Linked DNA regions of Triticum aestivum: region 1 is linked to region 2. Evidence: chromatin contacts called from public Hi-C data. All regions are on one chromosome and are shown on one strand. Each heading gives the region's core, a stretch centred on a gene start, on an enhancer-like site or on the middle of the called end of the contact. The rest is flanking DNA. Distances are from core to core; before and after follow the strand shown.

Region 1 (6,477 bases), core at 2,404-4,903, 180 kb before region 2:
ACTTATGCCAAAACTCCACTTCAACTTAAAGAAATTAAAAATTGCAACTTTTCTTGCTAAGAGTCTATTCACCCCCTCTAGACACCTCTTCTCGATCCTACACTCGATTGTGTAGGTGTGAAGTCTACTGTCAAGCTAGTTTCTAGTCAGTCTAGCTAGTTTCTAGTTAGCATTTAATATTTGCATGAACAATGTGTATATTGGAGGAGCATTGCATGCATACTACTTTTTCTTGATTCATGTGCTATAGCCGGGCTGTAGAATAAGAGCCTGCTTCACTCTCTCTCCTCTCTTCTCATTCCTCCAAGTAGGATTTTAATGACATGACAACTCTTATAAGCCTGCTGACTAGACCTTATTATACTTGCTCTCACCGTGTTTGGTTCGAGGGCTCCGACTCATGACTTGTGACACTAGGTGCTGGGAGCTCCTATACAGCGTTGCAGGCGCCCGTTAACGACCCGACGCCTGCAGCACTGCTAGCATGGGCCGGCCCACTAGCGTGCTGCCCCAAGTTTTTATTTTTTTTATGAAAATAAAAATATGAAATGAAGAAACGTTTACAGATTTAAAGAAAAAAGTTCATCCATTTGAAAAAATACGTTGACATCTTTAAAAAAAGTTCAATTTTGAAAAAGTTCTTCAATTTTAAAAAAAGTGCATTCAAATTGAAAAAAAATCATTAAATTTAGGAAAAGTTCATTAAATTTTTAAAAAGTTCGTAGAAATTGAAAAAAAGTTCATGTATTTTTAGAAAAAGTTCATGGAACTGAAAAAAAAAATTCATAAATAAAAAAGTTCATCCATTTTCAAGAGATATGTTCATTAAATTTCGTAAAAGTTCATCAATATTCAAAAAAGTTCATCAATCTCAAAAAAGTTCACAGAATTTTCAAAAAAAAATGTCAACCAGCCCCTAGATGGGCCGGCCCATTTACGGACGCCACAGGCGCCAGTTAATAAAATGCACGTTAACTGGCACCTGTGGCGCCAAATAGGAAATGCCCCAGGTGCTATTCATCCGAAAGTGTTGTTTTGAGCACGAGCTCAGATGAGCTTGTTATCTTCATCGCTCGTTCGCTCCTGGATTCCCACCAGCCCATGTACTCTATCTCCGTCCTGGTTTATTAGTCCCCTTTGTAATTTATGTCAAATTTTGACCTAAGATTTAGCTAACAAAATGTTCATTCATGTCAACAAAAATTCTATGGTTGGATTCGTATTTGAACATAGTTTTTAATGATATTTTTCTTTGACATGCACGAACATTTTGTTAGTTAAATATATGGTCAAAATTTGACACAAAATACAATGGAGACCAATAAACCAGGATGGAGGTAGTATATGTCTGTTGGCATAAGCGAGTAATAACATTTTCTCTCATATTTGAGCCGATCCATGTAGTAGCCCTTGAGTCTGCATGCTAAGCCGGGCTCTAATTACTTGATATCCTATATGACGCTCGATGCGTCACATAGTTGAGCGTACCCACAGTAAGATTGCACATGCCGACTGCCCAATATGACTCAAAGATATTCCAATTTCTTATTTTTGGCTTTTCAGCTCGTTTCCCCCAAAATAATCTGCTTGATTTGTTTATGGATTTTATAAATTTTTATTGTAAGATTAGAAATAAATTCATGAACGTAAAACTGCTCAAAAAATTTGATATATTATGACGCTAAAAATATCTTATATTATTAAAATTATGCTCTAAATTCTTAAAATAAACAAGCATTTCTAAAAATGTTCTGGATTCTTTAAAAAATCCATAAACTGTAGAAATATTCATGTAGATATAAAAATGATCAACAAAACTAAACTACTTACAAATTTTACAAACTTCATTAATTTAATACGTACAGGAAATTTTGTAAATAAAGAAGAAAAAAATAAGAAATTAATCGGAAAGGAAAAGAAACAGTCAAAAAACAAAAAAAGTGAAAAAAAGGAAGAACAAATTAACCTGGATAAAAACAAAGCCCAAATGAAGCCGAAAGAACCCCACAACAATCCAAACTGGAATAAGAAAAAACAGAGGTGGTAGCACAGTTGCATATTTCATTTTTTTGTGGAAGCACATCTTCTGTTTTTTTTTCATACAAGCAAAACTGTGCCTCTCGCGGAAGCACATGCTATGCTATTCCTTTTTGGGCGAACCATGGTTATGCTTTTTGCGGAAGCACAAAAAAGTGAGCCTCTCGAAAAGAAACTAAAAAAAACCTTAAAAAAGCCAAAACCTAGGGGGGAAACCATGAAAAAGTAAAAAAACAAAAACACCTACAAAAACAGAAAAAACTGGTGCTACCGCGGGGTGCGGCCAGCACGCAACACGTGGAGGCTGCTGGGCGCACCAAGTGTCGCACTCCAAGCAACCAAAAGTGCCCGCTGGGTATCACCGTAGGGGTACCCGTTAGTTAGTTGCTCTATATAAATTGAGACTTTTTGAATATTGGATGCAATTACTAATTCCTGATCTGATATTGTGTCCTGTCTGGACTGCACATTCGCTGCCTGGATCAGGAACCCTGCCTTCGTGCTACCCACGCACGAGAGCTAATTCTCGCTTAGTGTGAGTCAGATAGCTGTTCTCTCTGAAGGATTTTTCTCTTGCGTGGCAACTGGGCCGGCCCATTTATCTGTTTGTTTCGCCTTCGGTAGCCCGCTCAGGAGAAGACGCTCGCAGCTCGCTCAGTTTCGTTGGTTTTTTCCTGTTTATCTTTCTTTTGATTGCCTTTTTATTTATTTTCTGTGTGTTTTCTTTGGTTTCATTGTTGTTTTTCCTTTCTTTTGTTATGTCCTTTTGCTTGCTGTTTTCAATTGTTATTTTCTTTACTTTCGTTTTCTATGTGATTTCCTTACTGTTGCCATTGGGTTTTTCTTTGCTTTTTATTTATTTCTTTTTGTTTATTTGTCTTTATAGTTTTTCAACACATGTCTACATTTTTTAATACACAGTGTACATTTTTAGTATATGTCAAGAACATTTTTAATACATTTTTAACATTATTATAATACACTATGAACATTTACTTAAATATATGTTTTGATGTATATTGTTCTGATACACATTGTATATTTTTGGTATACATCAAAAACATTTTGTATACAGGTTTAACATTTTTCATATAGATGGTTAATATTTTTTCAAATATATGTTTTGGTGTCTATTTTTCGTGTACATCATACATTTTTTATATACGTGAAAAAAATGTATTTATTACATGTTTAACATTTTTGAAATACATTTTTTAAATATACATGTTTTGATGCCTATTGTTTTATACACATTGTACATTTTTGGCATACGTCTGAAACATTTTTTAATACAGAAAAATTTTATATACATGGTTAACATTTTTTTCAAATATATGTTTTGATGTCTATTTTTTCGTGCACATAGTACATTTTTCTTATATATCCAGACATTTTCTTAATACACGTTTAATATTATGCAAAGTAATTTTAGAAATACAATCATTTCTAAATAGTAACGAAAGTAGAAAAAAATAGCAGAAAACAGAAGAAAAACACGCTAACTAGCTCGTGGGCCCGGCGAGACACGCGTCCAACTCGCCATAAGCGAGGTATAGACGCACCGGCAGCTCGCGCGGCTCCTGTACTGAGCGAGGAGGAGGACAGCTGGCCGGTGGCGTGCCGTTGACTCGGCCCGGGCTGCAGTCAAGGTCGTGGATCCTGCGTACGCAAACACAGAGTATAAAACATGATGGTGACTGGATCTGAACTGAGGTCGCCATTTCAAACGCATGCCCCATCGATCGGCAGGCAGGTCAGCTGCTGCCGGGCGTGGCGTGGCGTGCGTCGTGCATGCAACGTGGACGACTTGCATTTTCCTGCATGCAAGTGGGCGTGGCCTGGCAGCTCATCTCATCTCATCTCATCTTTACACTTGCGCGTAAAAAATTATCTCCTCATGCATGTACTACATCTGATGGCTACGACTAATCAATGCAGTTAGGCAGATTTCACAGCTCGGAATGTCCTGCAGTTTGGTGCGGTGACCTAATAATCCTGGCTCAGCTAGCAGCACTTCACTCCCTCCCTTGCGGCCTGTCGGTCTGGAGCTGGATGCATGGATATAATATACGCAGAGGCAGGGCTGCTGACTTTTGGGTGAGTACAGGTACTGTACGAAACGACGACTTGGTTATAGTATGCAGGATCAGCCTTTGTGTCAGGACGCGCAAAGGCAAAAGGGATTGGTGGACTTGGACGTGATGCTGCTACTGTTAATTGGTCCTAGAGTCACTTGTCCACTGTACGTCGGTGCTCCTAAGGTAAAGCATTGGCATGCTAGCTAGGACTCACCTTGTCCACTGTACCATGATCGATGCGTGCCACGGTTCCTGCAGGGCCAGGCCAAAGCAAGCAGCCAAGCCGGTAATCACAGGCTCGTGCATGGTTTCTGTTGGAGACAAGGGTTTTGGCAATACTTCACGATGTATTGATCGGTGCATAGCGCACGTATATATAGAATACAAGGTGAGCCACATTATCAACTATACAAAGACTAGAAGGTGGGCCAGACTATACAATATACATGCACGAACCATATATTCAACACCCCCCCGCAGTCGAAGCGTCGTCGGAGACACAAAGACTGGACCTGAACTCCTCGAAAACAGAAATAGACAGTCCTTTCGTCATGACGTCGGCGAACTGTTGTGCCGTCGGGACGTGGAGGACCCGGATGCGCCCAAGAGCCACCTGCTCACGAACGAAGTGTATATCGAGCTCAATATGCTTCGTTCGATGATGATGGACCGGGTTGGCGGAGAGGTAGACGGCGGAGACGTTGTCGCAGTAGACGAGCGTGGCCTTGTGAACATCACAAAGCAACTCCTGAAGCAGTTGACGGAGCCAAGAGCATTCAGCAACGGCGTTAGCCACTGCTCGATACTCAGCCTCGGCACTCGAGCGGGACACGGTGGGCTGTCGCTTGGAGGATCAAGAGATCAGGGACGGCCCAAGGTAGACAAAGTACCCCGAGGTGGGGCGCCGTGTGTCCGGGCAGCCAGCCCAGTCCGCATCAGAATAGGCGACGAGGTCGGTGGAAGCGGAGGCCGTCAGCGTAAGTCCCAAAGACTGGGTGTCGCGTATGTATCGGAGGATACGCTTCACCAGAGTCCAGCGGGAGTCGCACGGAGCATGCATGTGGAGACAAACCTGCTGAACAGCATACTGCAAGTCGGGGCGTGTCAGGGTCAGATACTGCAAAGCACCCACAATGGAGCGATAGAAGGCCGCATCAGATGCAGGCGAACCCTCCAAAGCGGAAACCTTGGCCTTGGTGTCGACGGGCGTAGGAGCGGGCTTGCAATTAAGCATGCCAGCTCGATCGAGAAGCTCATGGGTGTAGCGCTGCTGGTGCAGGAAGAACCCATCAGGCCGTCGAACCACCTCAATGCCAAGGAAGTAATGCAGGGGACCCAAGTCCTTTAGGGCAAACTCATCACGAAGACGAGCAGTGAGCCGCTGGAGGAGCGCGACAGTGGTTGCCGTCAGAATGATGTCATCTACGTACAACAGCAAGTAGGCCGTGTCAACTCCGTGATGATACATGAAGAGGGACGCATCGGAGCAAGTCGATGTAAATCCGAGCGTCTGCAGGAAGGCGGCGATGCGCTGGTACCAGGCCCGAGGTGCCTGCTTCAACCCGTAAAGAGAATGAGAGAGCAAGCACACATGATCTGGATGCGTGGCTTCGACGAACCTGGTGGGCTGCTCACAGAACACCTGCTCAGCGAGGTGACCATGCAAGAAGGCGTTGGACACATCCAACTGATGCACAGGCCAAGCGCGAGACACGGCTAGCTGGAGCACGGCGCGGATCGTGCTCGGTTTAACAACCGGGGCAAATGTGTCGGTGAAGTCCACGCCCGCGCGTTGTCGAAAGCCCCGAACCACCCAGCGAGCTTTATAGCGCTCGAGAGTACCGTCCGGATAAGTCTTGTGCCGAAAGACCCACTTGCCCGTGATGATGTTGGCACGGGGCGGCCGAGGGACGAGTTGCCAGGTACGGTTCCGCTGGAGCGCGTCGAACTCTTCCTGCATCGCAGCGAGCCAATGAGGATCCCGAAGGGCGGCTCGAGCTGACAATGGGAGAGGGGACGGCTCAGAGATGGAAGCATCGAGAAGGTACTCATCGCTGGGGTACCGTGTGCTCGGGCGGAGAGTGCCAGCCCGAGAGCGAGTCATCGGACGGGGCAGCGGGTCCGGAGCGGAGACAGGTGATGACGAGGAAGAACCCGCCTCCTCCGAGGCCACGGGCGAGGCCGCCGGCGAGGCGGCGGGCGGGGCCGCGGGCGCCGAGGAAGGTGCAGCCCCCAGGGCAGCCAATCGGGGAGAAACTCGACCCGTGGCGCGGGGGGGCACCCTCAAAGCCGGGAGGCGGCCCAAGAGAAGCACGTGGGCGGCCGTCACCGGGAGCGGGCAAAGCCGTAACATCCGAACGTA
Region 2 (6,688 bases), core at 1,498-3,997:
ATCCTAAGATTAACCACCGTTCGGATGCAATTTTTGGCGATCAGGTTAATCTAAGGACAAAAAACTTTGTCATATTTCGTAGTTGAAGGAGCATTTTTTTTCTTCAATAGCATTGAACCTATATTCTCTATTATTGCAGGCCCTGGAGCAGTTGAAGTTGCGTCACCACAAACCCTTGAAATTTCATGAGAGGTATCGTCCTTATTTGAGGGATGCTGGATTGCTTGGTCTCTCACAAATCTGCCAGAGAATGCCTCAATTGGACAAAGCCTTGATTACTGCTCTTGTTGAGCGTTGGAGGCCAGAGACCCACAGCTTTCACTTGGCTTCTGGGGAGATGACAGTTACGCTTCAAGATGTTGCCATGTTGTTTGCTCTTCCTATTGACGGCCGACCGGTTTGTTCTAGTACTGATCATGATTATGGGCAGATGGTCCTTGATTGTCTAGGTCATGATCCAAGAGTTCAATCAATGCCTGGAAAATCCTTCTTGCATTACAAATGGCTGAAGAAGCACTTCTATGAGTTACCAGAAGGGGCGGATGATCATACGGTACAGAGGCATGTTCGAGCATACATCCTGAGCCTTTTATGTGGAGTGCTCTTTCCAGACGGGACAGGAAGGATGAGTCTGATATATCTTCCATTGATTGCTGATCTTTCTCTTGTTGGAACATACAGCTGGGGTTCCGCAGCCCTCGCATTCCTCTACCGAGCTCTTTGCTCTGCTGCCTCCTCCCACAACATGAAGAATATAGGTGGTTCATTGCTTCTCTTGCAGCTTTGGAGTTGGGAGCACTCTCATGTTGGCAGGCCATTGGCTCGATCTTCCTCAGTCGCGGAGACAGACATCCCACAGGACTTGCCCCCAATTGGCTTCCGTTGGGTGGGTGCTCGCGCACAAAGTGAGAATGCTACCCGCTGTCTTAAGCAGTACAGGGATGAGCTAAATCTGCAGCGAGCAGATCAGTTGAAATGGGAACCATACATGCTCATTGAGTCCTCGAGCTTACCACCACTTTGTACAAAAGATGCTGACCTGTGGATTACTCAAGCACCATTAATAAATTTTCCTATTGTTGAGATGTATCTGCCTGAGCGAGTGATGCGGCAATTCGGGCTTCGTCAATGCATTCCGCCACCTTTTCGACCTACCCTACAGACATTACATCGTATTAGCCGACGTGGTAGAGAGCGTGAAAATTGGGAAGAGACACATCATGAGTATATTCAGGAATGGGAAGCACGGCGACAGCGCATATTTCGGGAGACTGAGCAGTTTGATTTGTCATCTTATGACGAGTATCTGCAGTGGTACTCTGGAGCTACACGGCGATATCTTGTGCCATCGACCGGTGATGATGCTGAAGCAGGACTTTTATCCCCACCCGATGATTCTTCCGATCTTCAGTACAAAGCCAAGTCTCCTATGATCCGTAAAGCGGTAAGCCTAACTTATGCATCAAATTTATATGATTTGGTTTCACAGTTGACTGAACTAATGTTTTATCTCTAGATATAATAATACGATTTGAATTGAAGCTTGTCCAAGTAGTTCATACATACTGAATCATTACTGAAGATGAATTCTTTCCTGTAGGTTGATAAGCTGCATGGTATGATGAAGAAGGCCAAGACAGCCATGGCATCCACGGCTGATACGGCCACACAAGCCTTAGTGTTTGAATTTCTGCATGGCTTTGAAGATGTCCTCAGTGATCTTGGTGAGATCAAGGAAAGGGGTGGCCCAGAGGCTCCACCTTTTGATTCAGTCACCGGCTCACATTGTGGCTCTGCTGCTCCCCATCATGAGTCTCTACTTTTGCTTGAAGCTGAACAGAACATTATATGTGACAATCAAGAGGGTGAATACCTGGAAGATGAGGACCTTCACACGGTGGAGCAGGCTACGTTGGGCTTTGAACCTATGGGTGGGGAAAACCACCGCGTCGACAGTTTGCTACTGGACGTGCACGAAAACTGTGACTCGGCTTCATTGGCCATTGAGAACTGTGAGGCAGAAGACTTTGATATTCCACAGCACACTGAGGATGTTGATCAAGCTGGACATGCTGCCGAAATGGAACATGGTGTAGAGGTGGTGGAACCCATGTCCACATGTGAGGAAAACAATGGTTTCGATGTTGCGCCCTCTCCTCCACAAGAGAGCGCCGATGTCAAACTGGAAGGTGATGATGTAGCGACGGCAGAACACGAAGACGCGGAGGAGGAAGACGACAGCGGCTGTAATGGCGCCCCTTCCTCACACCCATAGTTGATCTGTCTCAAAGTCAGAGAGGAAAAGAGACATGATGCCGATTCCAGCTTCTTCATGTCCAGATATGTAGGGATTAGAATGTAGTTGATGCCGCTTTCGGGAGTCTGCCGTGATTGGCGTTTCATTTTTGCTGACATTATTGGGCTTGTTATGCAGCATGATTTGTCGCTGGGACAAATAGCTTCTTGATGTGATTCAATCCATTATTTGTTTATCACTCTACTACTCCTCTGTATAATGATCTGAGCGCTCTTATATTTCTTTACAGAGAGAGTACTTATATAGGCAAAATTGGAGATTGTTGTTTCTTTTTTTATATCGGAGATAGGTGTTGTATTTACACCTTTTTCCGCGTCCGAATATCAGCTTCAGGAGAAAATGTACCTTTTTTTTTCTGAGCAACTTCAGGCGAAGATGTCCAGGAGTAGAAAATGTGGCCCGCCAGCAGTTGGGCTTTCACACCGCACACGCGAACGAGCCCAAGGGGGGAGACGGTCCGAGACAGAGTCCAGTGCGATGGGCACACAGACAGTGTCCCGGTCCGGGCGCTGACTGCCGCCAGCGTCGTTATTATTCCGCGGCGCTCCTCTCCGGACCCCGTCTCCGTCTTGGCGTCGCCACGCCACCGCCACCGCCACCGCTCCTCCGCCGGCGGGGTTGCAAGTCTCCAGCCCAGCCATGGATGGGATCATGAAGGCGCTCGATCACACCGTCCGGGAGATGTAAGGCCCTACTTTTGTTTTCTCGTCTTGATTTGATGATCGTGCCTGGCGCTCTTTTCTTCTTTTCCCCGTGCGCGCTGACCTCGGGCCCGATCCCCTGTTGCGCAGAAAGCGAGAGGTCAATCTCAAGGTGCTCAAGGTGCCAGAGATCGAGCAGAAGGTCTGATCGATCGTGTTTCATTCATTCGCCCGTGTAATTCCGCCGTAGCAAGGAAGAAATGTCCATGGTGTATCTGTGCTGTTTTACCATCTTCCTGAAATTTTGTACCCGATAGGTTCTTGACGCGACCAGCGATGAGCCGTGGGGGCCTCACGGTTCAGACATGGCGGACATCGCACGGGCCACCAAGAATATGTCAGTGCAAAGCGCTCCAATTCCAATTCTCCTCACTTGATCTCTTTAAATCGAGGGTATTGAGTTTTTTTGCACATTTTGATCGAGTCGTCGCTCTGCTTTCAGCGGCGAATGCCAAATAATCATGAAGGTGCTGTGGCAACGGCTGGGCAACACCGACGCAAATTGGCGTCACCTGTATAAGGTGATGATCTCGAGCTGGAATTATCCGTTCTGGATTGTTCCTTACTGACAGGATGTTTGTTCCACTTGCACAGGCGCTGGCTGTGGCTGAGTATCTTCTGGCCAATGGCACTGAGCGCGCAGCCGAGGAAATTATCGACAACAGCTCACAGATTGCGGTATGCGCTGCTGTGGCTCGTTTCAGTGTATACTTGTGTATATACTATTATTTACCTCGCCCTGATGATGATTTTATTTGTGAAGAAACTCACGACATTCGAGTTTGTGGAGCCTGGTGGAAAAGACGTTGGGCTCAATGTGCGCAAGAAGGCCGAAGCTGTTCTGGTCATTGTGGATGACAGGGAAAAGCTTCAACAAGCCAGGGAGAAGGCTGCTTCTACGAGGGACAAGTACTGCATTGCATTCGCCGTCGACTTGTCGTGCATTATGTAAACATAACCCTTCTTGCCTTTCCCTGTGCATCTCAAATTTTGCAATTTGCATGGATCATATGTTCAGGTACTTGGGGGTGTCATCAACTGGAATGTCATCATACAAATCAAGCGCAGCATCATTTGGCAGTGGCACCTACTCCTCTGGTAGTCGCTACGGGAGCACAGCTGGTTCGAGGGAAACCGCCTCGTTCAAGGATAGACACACTGGCACAGAATTGAGCAAGAACAATAATAAGCCAAGTTACAGCAGCACTAGACAAAGGTCAAAAGAAACTACTACTAAGAGTGCAAATAGCTCTAAATTAGCAAAAGGAGGCTCCAAATCGATGTCGAATCCGTGTGCCACACCTGCTGTTCCAAGTTCACAGAAAGGAAAGAATGAGGATGATGGCGACGAGTTCAATCCACGAGGATCTTCCACATCTGGTCATTATTTCTTCCTTACCATCTCTAAAGTTTGGTTAGATTGTATGATTACCACGGTTTCCTTGTCGCTGTACCCATTGTTATACACTTTGTTTAACATGGTATGTGCCTATTATGCTGGCATCACTTATCATTCTGCTTACCGCACTACCTAGCTAAGAGCCAAAGTTCTTATTTGAATTTTCTTTTGTTTGAACTACACACCATAGTGCCGTCAGCTATTTCTTAACTTTATCAAACATACTCACCATAGCGCTTGCTTGATTATTTAGCCGAGACGCAAAGTTCTATGCATTTTCTTTTATTTGACATACTCACCGTAGTGTTGTCCTCACTTACCTTCATTTTTGGAGTGCAGCTGGAACAGCTAATGTGAGCTCCAATAATTTGGATCTCTTTGGGCCAAGATTAATGCCAAACGCTGGTAGTGCTGCTGTGCCGGAAATTGATTTGTTTGCGTTTGCAGATTTCCAGTCAGCTCCATTGGAGGCAGCAACGTCAAGTGGTTCTCACCCTCAGGTTTGTTTTCTTGACCTTCTTCAAAAGTTATCCTTACCTAGCAATATCTTTGTAGCACAAATTGTTTTTCATCTCTTACAGTTATTTGCAATAAAAATCCCACTTAAATATGATATACTTAGTTTCACAAAAATGGTGATAGGACAATGCAGTAATTCTGAAGATTCATAATCTAAGCAGGCTATTGGACTGTATAATTGACACTCACACTTCATTTTTATGATAAAACGTTTCTACAGGTTGGCCATTTTGCATACTTTCCAACTAATTATCTGCATTCAAATGCCATTGCAGGGCAACATTGATCTATTTGCTGGCAGGCCATCCTTTGGTGGCTCAGCTACTGCAGACATGGAGTTCTCAGTACGTGGTGCTCCCAATAAACATATAGAGCAAAAAACTTCTTCCCCTGCGCAGCCCTCTGCGTCTGCTTTTGATCCCTTCAACCCATCCTTTGCCGCAATATTCCCTTCGGAAACAGAGTTCTCAGTGCGTGGCACCCCAAGCAAATCCTCACAAGGAAAGCTTTCAAGTGACACAGCTTTCGATCCTTTGGCTGGAATTCCGGTGAAGCGTTTCAATGGATCAAACTCTTCTGGTGTATGGTCTTCAAGTAAAGGGTCAGCTGTTACTGAACCAACACATGGTTCTCCTGGGGCCAGCAAGAGTTCTGATTGCAGTCCTTCGGAGGAGTTGAACTTTGGCGCCTTTGCGTCGCATGAGGGATCACGCACGGCAAGTGTCACCAAATCCATGAACGAGTCACTCGCAAAGCAGAAGCAGGACTCCATGGCAGCATCAAAACCAGCTGTGAAGAAAGAGACTTTTCGGGGCAAATCTAGCATTTGGGCCGACTCTTTGAGCCGTGGGTTGATTGATTTGAATTTAGCTGCCCGTAAGTATCCTTATACTCTGCTAATGACGATTTATTTGTCCTTTTGACTTTTCATACCCACGTGGCTGCCCATACCCCCGAATTTCTGCATCCCTGTTGCAAAATCATTAGCAATGCTATAACATGAGTTATGGTTGCAATTAGTACATATAAAGAACATGAGTTGTCGACTTGTGGTTCCAGTTACCCACAAACCTTGATCTTTTTTGCTTGTTGCAGAAAAGCAATGTAAGATAGTTCAAGACTGGCATCTTGCGCTAGATATCATTCCTGCATTTCTTGACTGTAGCTAAGTAGCTCATGATCGCTCTCTACTTTTGGTGATGTGCAGCAAAGATGGTTGATCCTTCAGATGCCAGGGTCGTTAGGCGGCTCAGCAACGGCTCTGAGGAGAAAGCCCCAGAAACTGTTCCATGGTACATGGAGGCAGCAACAGGCACTCCTGAGTTTCCACGCTCCACGGGAGCAGGTGGTGAAAGCCGCATTTTCTAGCAGCAGCAGCAGCAGCACTTTGGGAACTTCAGGTGATCTTATTCAGGGTTGTATATTCTCGATTACCTTGAGTGGGCATGTCTCCCCATCCGTGGTTCCTGCGATATCTGATTCTGTTCTTCTTATGCAATGATGAGTAGATGTATCGCAGAACACATGTAATCTGCGTTATAGAGATGCTACTATGATTTTGTATGCATTAAAAAGCGAATGAACTTTGTGCAGTGACTGGATAAACTAAAGTGAGGGTCAGAATCGCGCGAGGCTCGGTTTGTTGACTGCGTAGAAATTGGTTTGTCATACTCGCCGTGGCCTGGGGGTTGCTGGAGGAGCTTCTCCAAAAGCGGGTGCGCCTTCTGTCTGCTCCCTTTTCGTGAGCCGCTG

The links. Hi-C and Micro-C count contacts between places; a contact is called where the count stands out from the background.
Region 1: a contact with region 2 is called in a Hi-C map of leaf, with 4 times the contacts expected there. The contact joins the enhancer-like site here to the promoter of LOC123061970 in region 2. A contact is called at or near these places in 2 of 5 Hi-C or Micro-C datasets (both in leaf).

Annotation. Positions count from the first base shown.
Region 1 is chr3A:519,004,532-519,011,008 of IWGSC CS RefSeq v2.1, reverse strand. No RefSeq gene overlaps it. Among protein-coding and RNA genes, the nearest start is that of LOC123061972, 24 kb to the right of the region's middle. Within about 2 kb of position 3,653, at least 6 of the 8 cell types and tissues checked have an H3K27ac peak or open chromatin away from gene starts, as enhancers often do. A contact at or near this core is called in leaf, where this site is marked.
Region 2 is chr3A:518,822,172-518,828,859 of IWGSC CS RefSeq v2.1, reverse strand. LOC123061970 (clathrin interactor EPSIN 1) reads left to right here and starts at 2,747. Exons shown (of 11, transcript XM_044485262.1): 1 at 2,747-3,000; 2 at 3,109-3,160; 3 at 3,276-3,355; 4 at 3,461-3,539; 5 at 3,613-3,696; 6 at 3,782-3,927; 7 at 4,037-4,398; 8 at 4,757-4,917; 9 at 5,212-5,812; 10 at 6,144-6,336; 11 at 6,530-6,688. The coding sequence starts at 2,957. The coding sequence ends at 6,304. It overlaps LOC123061971 (serine/threonine-protein phosphatase 7 long form homolog), which reads left to right. Exons shown (of 4, transcript XM_044485263.1): 2 at 1-44; 3 at 140-1,444; 4 at 1,601-2,545. The coding sequence ends at 2,275.